Regions from separate parts of the Rattus norvegicus genome. Here region 1 is linked to region 2. Evidence: chromatin contacts called from public Hi-C data. All regions are on one chromosome and are shown on one strand. Each heading gives the region's core, a stretch centred on a gene start, on an enhancer-like site or on the middle of the called end of the contact. The rest is flanking DNA. Distances are from core to core; before and after follow the strand shown. Region 1 overlaps Xpo4 (exportin 4). Region 2 overlaps Il17d (interleukin 17D).

What was found. Hi-C and Micro-C count contacts between places; a contact is called where the count stands out from the background.
Region 1: a contact with region 2 is called in a Hi-C map of the A7r5 cell line, with 2.9 times the contacts expected there. The contact joins two enhancer-like sites. A contact is called at or near these places in 5 of 12 Hi-C or Micro-C datasets (the A7r5 cell line, Schwann cells, frontal cortex and 2 more).

The regions. Positions count from the first base shown.
Region 1 is chr15:35,859,558-35,864,699 of GRCr8, forward strand. It overlaps Xpo4 (exportin 4), which reads right to left. Exons shown (of 23, transcript NM_001395629.1): 10 at 792-968. Among named protein-coding and RNA genes, the nearest start is that of Eef1akmt1, 35 kb to the left of the region's middle. Within about 2 kb of position 2,779, at least 36 of the 93 cell types and tissues checked have an H3K27ac peak or open chromatin away from gene starts, as enhancers often do. A contact at or near this core is called in the A7r5 cell line, where this site is marked.
Region 2 is chr15:35,796,360-35,801,207 of GRCr8, forward strand. The region is part of intron 2 of Il17d (interleukin 17D); the gene reads left to right. Among named protein-coding and RNA genes, the nearest start is that of Il17d, 12 kb to the left of the region's middle. Within about 2 kb of position 2,237, at least 38 of the 93 cell types and tissues checked have an H3K27ac peak or open chromatin away from gene starts, as enhancers often do. A contact at or near this core is called in the A7r5 cell line, where this site is marked.

The DNA.
Region 1 (5,142 bases), core at 1,529-4,028, 64 kb after region 2:
AACAGAGTACTCTAGACACAACAGAACTGATGCACACATCATCTCACAGACTGGCAGAATGCACAAGACCAGCACAAGGTCAAGCCAGACAAGGTCCAAGCAATGAGACTGGACACATGATACTATCTCTGACCCTGACCAAAATGCTAGTTGCAATGTATTCACTAGCAAAAGGAATCCTTTTCTCCAACAGAGTGTCACTGGGTATATCAACCACACTCTAGGACAAGCCCCACAAAATAAACTCCATGATTTTTCTTGTCCTTTCTTTTTTTTTTTTGGGGGGGGGGGGAGGGACTCCTTGTTTTTTCTTGTTGTTGTTGGTTGTCTTATAGGTCTTGGGATTGTTTTGATTTTGACCTTCATTATTGTGGGTTGCATTTGGTTTTTGGCTTTGTTTGGAGACAGAGGAAAAGAAAGAATGAGCATAAAATTGAGCAGATGAGGAAGTCAGAGGATATGGTATTAGTAGTTGGGACTGAGATGAACTTGATCCAAATATATTCTATGAAAAACGCTTTGCAAATAGATAAATCAATCAATCTTTAAAAAAGTAATACATACTCTATGCCACATAACATATAATAAAACCTCTTAAAGTTAAAAAGAAGAAAAGGCAGTGATTGTAATTAACAGCCCACACATGAAAACTGGTATATAGATAAAAAGAGCCACATTTTTCTCAGCAAATCTTTGAGGGAACCTATCCCGAATTTCTAGTATTTTATGTTGTCTAATATGATCAAATAGAACCTATAGTAATTGTTCATTCCACCTTGCTTAAAACTTACCAAATTCCTTGTGCCATCTGGAGCAGCAAGGTGACACTGAATATAGGAGTTGAACACCTGAACTGCGTGCTGTGTGAAAAACCCTTTATGGAAATGCTTGTCATCTTGGACCAAAGTTAGCCAGGACTCCAGCAACTTATCATATGCTTCCATGTACACCATGTCGTCCTTATCAAGCTATAAGAAAGAGGATTCATTAAACAAGGATCAAGAGAGATAAAATGGGCATTGGAAGCAGCTATGTACAAAGGCAATTTTAACAATGCTTTTAAGAGAAAAGTATTTCCAATTATTAAGCATTTATTAAACCTTCTAAAATTTCCCTAATTTCAAAAGAAACAATTCTTGGCAACATGGAATTTATGTTTATTTTAAAAGACTGTTTAGTGCTTTGTGGAAAGTACATTTTTAAATAAAAGTAGTATTAGACTTTTGAAAAGCTAAAAAATAGACTATATAACATTATAATGTAAGTATAATTCTTATACATTTGTTTTTCTTGTACTGGGATAAAATCTGAGACTTCGCATATGCTAGGTAAGTACTCTATCACTGGGCCACAAACTCCAAGTCCAACATTTTCAAGTAACTTTTAAAATTAGTAAAAGAGCAAACTGACCTAATCAGATACCTAATTGTTACAGATATTACTTAACAAAAAGTAGTTTATTTTAATAAAAAAGGACAGATAATTTCATATAGTAAGAAATGATATACTCAAGAAACATAATAGCCACTGACTCTACTCATAACATTAGAAAATATAGAGTAATCAAGTAGCTTAAGAATGTAAATATGAATAACTGTTTCTTGTCATTAAGTAAGGTTTTTCCTATAAAGGAGGATATATGACATACTTTAAAAAAGAAAGAAAGAAAAAGAGTGACCAGGTAAGAAAGCAAGAAGAAGCCACGCCTCTCCTCACCCAACTGAGTCTCTCACCCCATCTGCTGGGAAAGAAAGAAAGAAAGAGAGAGAGAGAGAGAGAGAGAGAGAGAGAGAGAGAGAGAGGGAGGGAGGGAGGAAGGAAGGAAGAAAGAAAGAAAGAAAGAAAGAAAGAAAGAAATCACTGTACTTAAAAAGCTGCAAAGAGCAGGAATTTGGATGTGCTGAAACCACAGGAAAGAATGCAACTGAGAAGATCCGGCCCTCACACAGAGTAAGATGAAAGGCAAGGAACTATCCAGATGGCCTCAGGCCTACAGAGATCAAGTTTCCTCTTAACTGTATCAAGAAACTACTGTAGGAGCTGCAGAGATGGCTCAGCGGTGAAGAGCCCTGACTATGCTTCCAGAGGTCCTGAGTTCAAATCCCAGCAACTACATGGTGGCTCACAACCATCTGTAATGAGATCCGACACCCTCTTCTGGTGTGTCTGAAGACGGCTACAGTGTACTCACGTACATTAAATAAATAAATATTAAAAGAATAAAGTAGTGTAATATTCATGACAGTATGTTCAACAAAAGCACACAACACGGGGCTGGGGATTTAGCTCAGTGGTAGAGCGCTTACCTAGGAAGCGCAAGGCCCTGGGTTCAGTCCCCAGCTCCAAAAAAAAAGAATCAAAAAAAAAAAAGAATCAAAAAAAAAAAAAAAAAAAAAAAAGCACACAACACAGGTTTTTTTGGTTTTTTTGTTTGTTTTTTAAAGAAAACCATACTGCCTGTACTGTGCAATATGGCAGTGGCTCAGGTGAATATGATCAAAGTATGTTACATACACATGTGAAAATTTTTCTTTACAGTTAATATACACTGTTTTTTAAAAAGTCAAGAAAGTCAAAAACACAGATGAAAATCAAAATATGTTGGTTATAAACAATGGGAAAGAAAGCTCTGTTCCTTCTATAATTTCCTTAAATCTGCATAGCTAATTGTTGGAATCCTGAGGTGACTAGGATGCTTTCTTCCCACAGAAGCATCTGTGGCTTGTTTATATACTTAACAAGGCGTGTGCTTTGCAGACATCATTTGTCAAGTCTTAACAGTTTATCTTGCCAAAATAAACAGACTGGTAACATATCTAACAGGATTTAGGAGTAGCATCCTCTGATCTAGTCTCAAAAAGAAACACACAGGACATTTTAAAGACCTACTATCATTTTTCTAAGTACATATTTAAGACATGAATCAAAATGTAAAAAGCCCCTTTTAAAAAGTTAAAGCCTTTTAACTTTCGTAATTAAAGGAGTTCTCCATAATGCCTCCGTTAAACCCTGATATTAGAATGCTCTCAACTAGAACACACACACAAGACCTTGCACATTGAATGGTGACTTAAAGACTGAGCTTCTTGGGAAAAACAAACCTCTGGTTCCCTCTGTGCACATAAAGTAACTCATCAGGCAAGTGTGAGAAATGTGGTTGATGACAATTGGCAACTGATCTTCCAGTCTAATCCCAGAGATGTGAAACCTAAGCTTGTGCTTTTTCATAACACCTTGGCTCTGCTCCATGGCCACGCGGGCCCAGATCCAGCAGGCTGCTGGCAGCATGTGGACAGATGACTAAGGAGACCAATCTAGACACTATGTGCTCATGCTCTGGGCACTGTCAGGCCTAGTGCCACAAGGGCTTTGCAAAGGGGCTTAGAGCTTATGGGACCTACTTGACCCCACTTCACTGCATTTGAATATGGAGAGGGGAGTGATTAGCAGCACTTCTGTCTCGGCCTATAACTAGCCTGACGATGTAGAGAAGTGTGAAGATGAGGAGCTTCAGACAGGAAAAAAGGGACAGTTAAACTTTAATAATTCTGAGTATATAATCCCCCAAATAGTGAAATGACAGGAATCTACTCTGGTTCCTGCCTGATAATGAATATAATGTCAGTGACATCATTCTATAATTCCAAGTACAGGATATTCTGGGAAGGGAAGGTTGCAGACATGGTGAGAGCAGTATGCCTTGTCACGGGGGTGCTCACATTTAAATTCCATCATTTGGGAGGCAGGGGCAGAGAGAGAAGGGGGAAGAGGAGAGAGGAAGGAGGAGAGAAGAGGGAAGAAAGGAGAATAGAGGAGAAGGGAAGGGAGAATGGAACAGAAAGGGGTAGGGGGAAAAAGAAAAAAGGAAGGAGGGAAAAAGATGTTATCACCCAGTAGTTTCCATAATCTGGTGTAGAAGAACAAACAGGCGAAGCACACAGAATTTTTACTGTGTCAATACTCTACAGGGTAAGATAAAGGTTATTACGCATTTGTCCAAATCCAAAGCATTTATACAATCAGGAGGCTGGATGTGGTGGCAAACACCTTGAACCTGGCACTTGGGAAGCAAAGACAGAAGCAGGTGGATCTCTGTGAGCTCTAGGCCAGCCTGGTGGACATAGCAAGTTCCAGGACAGTCAAGACTACATAGACACTGTCTAGTGATGATGGTGATGGTGATGGTGATGATGATTATGATGATGATGATGACGACGACAAGAACAACTAATCTAGACCATCAGAAATGAGCCCTGTGGACCCCATGGACTCTTGAGTGACAACCATGAATCAACGCAGGTGTAGCAATAACACAGACACCACTCTAATACAGGCTCGATGGGGCAGATGATGATTAGGGAAAAGTGTATGAGATCATTCTGTGTTTTCACTGTGACCCTAGAAATGCATTATTATAGTCTTTACATTGCTACCTACCTATGTAAATAGATATTTTGAAAGTGGACAAATATACTAACTTGCTTGTAGTTACAACTGTGCTTATTATCTGCAAACAACTCTAAATCTGTCCCTAATAATGATACCATCCACAACCCATCCCCTGTGCTTTCCCCCCACAGTGAGCAAATAACCAATGCCAATTCCAGCTCTTCCCATGAAGTCAGAAAGCGCTTTCTTCTCCTTAGAGAGAGGCTCTCACTATGAAGCCTTGTAGGCTGCACCGGAGCTTGTTATGTAGCTCAGGCTGGCCCAGATTTCACAGACATTTTCTATCCCTCACTCCTGGGGACTAGTACTTGCCCACCTAGGAAACGTTTTCTATTGAATACCAAACGTCAGCTTTGCAAGTAATTTTTAAATTACTTTACAAATAATAACTAATAGTCTTTAAGATGTACAGTTATAAGTTTTCCTCCAAATATTCTTCTATAATTATCATTATTTTGGGAAAGAAATAGTCTTTCAACATGGAAAGCTTAAACAATATTCCTGTGTCTCATTTCAGCTTTTCCTACAAGAAAAGAAATGCAAGCATGATGAGTGGACAGGGGCTACAATATCCTCAGCGTGTGCCCTGTTCAGCTATCAGAATCACAAGGGAGGGAGGCCTCTCAGCTAATCACGCACAACAAAAGGTCAAGCCACACCAAAACACCATCATCTCCCAGAGTCAACTATTGC
Region 2 (4,848 bases), core at 987-3,486:
GAGGGAGGTGGGCCGGTGAGCCTCCTTGCTGCTGGTAGCCCTGAGCTTGCTCCTTGGTAGGAGAGCTGTGTTTGTTCCGGAGCCCGCAGGCTCAGTCAAGCCACTGCCAAGTTCAGAAGCAGCAGCTAGAGAAGAGCTGACCTCTAACTCTCCCTGGCCAGGTGAAGTCTGAGGGAATCTACGTCCTGGTCAGGACGGCTGCAATCCCTGCTGAGTTTTTTCCATGTCCTCTTTCAGGAGAAATGCACAGTGTTTTCTTTTAGGGGCCAGAGAAGTGTTTTTCAGTGCTTCTTGGCAGCAGACACTGCGGCTCTTTGGCTCCCTGGGGCCTTAGCAAATGGAAGGAGGGAGGAGCTGATGGGCCTGCTGGCCACAGCTTCCCCCTTGAGGGAAGAAGCTGTTTGTAGCCTCCCGTGTCCCCAGTTACCCCTGCTTCCCCCACAGAGCCCACTGCTTCAGGCCCTGGGGCACTGGACAGTCGTTTATGTACAGGGAAATTTCCCTATAGTGTGGTGGCTCCTGCCAGCCCCAGCTGCAGGGTTAACTCCAAAGATAAAATGGAAGGTACTTTTCCTGCCGCCCCCGATGCTGGGAATGGAGCTTAAAGCTTCTCTCACAGAGAAGTAGCCAGCTGTCAAACCCTTCTTAATTCATGACTTCTTTTTGTTTTGAGACAGGGTCTTGTTATATAGCCCAGGCTAGCCTTGGACTTGTGGCAGTCCTCCTGCCTCAGCCTCCCAAATGCTGGGATGAGAGGTGTGCACTGTCAGATCTGGCTTCACTTTTCCTAAATGAGGAGAGCAAACAGCCTGCACAGAGCTATCTGTGAGAGTGATCTGGGAAGCTTCTTTAAAAAAATAGCAGCATCTTGGCTCCATTCCAGAGCAATTAATTCAGAATCTCTAGGGTGAGGGAAGAGCATTACTATTTTTAAAAAACTCACTTATGTGCCTCCAGTGAAGTACAACTAAGTCCCACAGCCATTCCGCGGCGGTGCCAACTCGGGTTATAATGACCTTCTGTGTGTTAGCGTGGAGGCCAGTGTGGGCTGGTTCGGTCATACAGAAAGGGCACTGGGAAAATGTAGCATCCAGTTGTTGACCACCAGCTGCTGTCTGTCCGTGGCTAGCCATCCAGTGCAGATGTGGCCAGACCCTGCTTGGTGCTGCCATACTTCTGTGTGCTCGACAAGATGACCAGTTTAAGTGAGCAGAGCAGGTCACTGGGCTGCATGTGAGCACGGAGAGCCGTGCTCTCCAGAGGTGGACCAGAAGACCGTGGTTGTTTCTATTCTTCTAAGATTAATTTTTATTAGCACATTAATTATGCCTACTCATGAAGCACCATGTAAGATTTCAATACATGACTGGCACATCTTAGGAAACACAGTCCCATATTCAGTGTAGCCCAGGCTGGCCTATAGCTATGGTCCTCCTGCCTTATCCTTCTGAGTGCTACACTGACGTGTGTGTCGCACACCATACTCTGCCAGAACCTGCATTTTAAGTGAGAGCTACACGGGTACTCTGTAAACTCCATGTTGGCAGTCTTGCACTGACGGGACCTTCTCAAAGGAGCCTCTGCTTTACTGAGGGAAGCTGCTTATCCCTAAAGGGTCTGGTGATTACCCACCATCCTGGACTTCCCGCTGTCTTAATCCCTTCTAGTCTCTTGGAGAGTTCACCCCTCATTCTCCCTGGGATGTGTCCTGCCAGTTCTGAGCCTTTCTTTTCTTTCCCTGTGAGTTTCAGGATTGGCTTACCAAGTTCTAAGCTGGGATTTTGGTTTAAGATGTGTGCTGATGGTGTGGACTAAAGGAATACACTTGCTTGAGGGAATTTTCCAAGACCTTGGAGATTCAAGCCTGGTCTGTGGGCCCTCGGGAAGCTCAGCCTTTCTGTCAACAGTCAGCATCAGTGACTCACTCTGGGTTACTGGTCGGCAACTAGACTGTACCAACATTTTCTTTCCAGGGCTTATATCTGACAGGTCCCTGGAAAGTCTGCTGGGCTGAACTCAGTGGCCCCCAGTGTGCATGATTTCAGGCTGCCCATTTTGTCCCCAACTCCTCATGGGTGCCCCAACTTCTGGTCAGGGCCCCCAGCTCAGTGCCTGGGAGTGGGGATCTTTGAGTTACCCAGAGAAAATCCGTCTTACTCAGACTCCATTGTCTTACTCAGACTCCATTGCTTTGGAATGGAAATCTTTTGTGATGTGCCAGTGGCTGCCTGGCTTCACTTGGCCCTCACAAGCACGCATCAGGTGGCAGATTCCTCCCGGGGATGTGTTCATTGTTCTCTGAGTTCCGCCTCCTGGCCGCTTAGAATTGTTTCCTACCATGTCCAGGCCACAGGGGCAGCGCTCTTTTTCTGTCTCTGTGGTCACTTAAATTCCTCCAAGAGCTCAGCTTCCATCACCTCTAATCATCTCTGGAGGACTTGTCCTTTGTTCTTGGATTAAGCCCCGACAGCTGTCGCTCTCCAGAGCCAAACTTCACACAGGGCCAGGACCACGCCACAATTCGTCAGCCCGGGGGTGGGGGTGGGGGTGTCGATGTGTTTCAACCAAGTCCTGGACAAAGTTTGCACAGAGCAGCGGTCAGCAAACTCAGAGATGACAGGAGACTGGCCTCAGAGGCCAGGTGGTTTCTGCTGGACTGAATGTCCATGTTGGGGAAGAGAAAGGGTCCGGACGGAGGCAGCCTTGCTCTCCCACAGAGCTGGTGTTTTCTCTTGAGTTGGCAGGGAGCCGGGTGTCTGCCAGCTCAGGGGCTACTTGCCCTTCTGTGGTGCTCGTCCCTCTGAGTGAGAGCCACTGCCATGAACAGCACATCTGGTCTCTACGTTGAACACCTTCCTGTGTGAGGAAACAATCTAGGTGTCAAAGACACATTTTGAAAATACCCCTTGCTCCTACACTCTATCCCAGGTGGCAGGTGGGGTTGGCACACGGGACTGTCTTGTCACTAGCCATTGTCCAAAAGGTTCAAGGGAAAAGGGAAAACTTTGGCTTGGGGACCGGTTGGCGGACTGGGGTGGATATTTTTAGTTGGATGAGCCTTTGGTCATCAGGGACCCAAGCAAGAATACTTTCACCGACAAAACTAAGCTGAGTGACACCTGAGTGCTGGCTGCTCCCAAAGGACTCCCAGGATGTTGGTTGACATTGAATTGGATAGTTGATGGTCTCCGGGCCCACACATGTCAAAGAGAAGGGCCTCGTGTCTGTAGGCCTTCTGAGAGGTCCCTTGGGTTCTCCAGGAGTCTCTCTGGATGCTGGGTGGTCTTCTTTCCCATTCAGAAGCTATGGGGTTAAATGGCTCCAGGGCTGCTTTACACCCTGTACTACCCACCAGCTTCCCTAGCCTGCCGTCACATCCATGATTACACGTGCTCATGGGATCTCACTCAGACTCAATACATACATACATACATACATACATACATACATACATACACACACACATACGTTCTCAGTCTCACATGCTCACACATTCAAACATGCTCACGCCATATGTTCAGCTGTGTACCATTCATGCTCACATAGCCTCACATCTCCACACACGCATGTGCTCATGTCTTACACACCCTCTCCCCATGCTTCTGTTCACACATGCATGCTCACACACACAGTCACTCTCCTGCTCATGCTCATACTCATGCACACGCAACCCCATGCCTTATGCTAACCCTCACACACATCGCTCCAGCTTGTGACTTTTTGCAACGGTCATCTCTTTTCTGACCCAGGTGTGTGTTGCTGCTTTCTGGCTGCAGCCTCCTCTGCCTCCCTGCGTAGCGAAGCCCCACACTTCATCTTCCAGGTCCCTGCAGCATTCCCCAGACCCTCCACTGGAGTTGGCTATGATCCCAATGCCTGAAGCCCGTGGTCTTGCCTGTCCACAGGCCTGTGTGATCTTAGAAGCAGGTCCCACATCCTTGCCCAGCTCACCAGGGTACCCAGGGCCATCACCAGTCTCTGTTGGTGTGCGCACCACCAAATGTCAAGGGTGCTGCCACACAACCAGGGTCTCAACGCACCAACTGTTAGTTCAGTCATTCCGGTGCCCTCTGCAGTCAGTCAGGCGTAGGTTTCCCTGGCTCTCCCATGAGGAAGATTTAATAGCAATGCATTTTGGATTTTTTTTTTTTTTGGCTCTTCATTTAAAAGTAATTTCAAGGTTAGGAGTGGTGGCACACAGCTCTAATCCCAGTACTCAAGAGCCAGAGACAGATCTCTTTTTTTGTTTGTTTGTTTGTTTTTCAAGACCGGTTTCTCCATGTATCCCTGGCTGTCCTGGAGTTCTCTTCCTCTCTCACTCTGTAGACCAGGCTGTCCTCAAGCTCATAGAGGGATTAAAGGCCACCACACACCTGATGATATCCCTGAATTCCAGGCCAGCCTGGTCTACGATACAAGTTCCAGTATGGCCAGGGCTATAGAAGGAGACCTTGGCTCATAAAAACAAAATAAATTGGGTGATGGCTGGTCTACAGAGTGAGGTCCAGGACTGCCACGGCTACACAGAGAAGCCCTGTCTTGAAAAACAAAACAAAACAAAAACAAAGAAAAGAAAAAAGGAACGGAAGAACTCTCAATCTTCAAGTTCATGTGTTGATGGTATGTTCGGAGTAGGCTCTTGGGAAGTGATTAGGTCATAGCATTTTATGTTGGCGTTAATGGCTTCATAATGAAAGGGATTTCAGCTGGAGCGACTGATCTGTCTTGCCGTCCATTTGATATGCCCCACCATATGAGATGCTTCAAGAATGCCATGTTCTTGAGCTTCGAGACTCCAAAATCAGCTGAGCTAAGTGTTAATAAACGAGTGGCTGAAGCCATCCAATG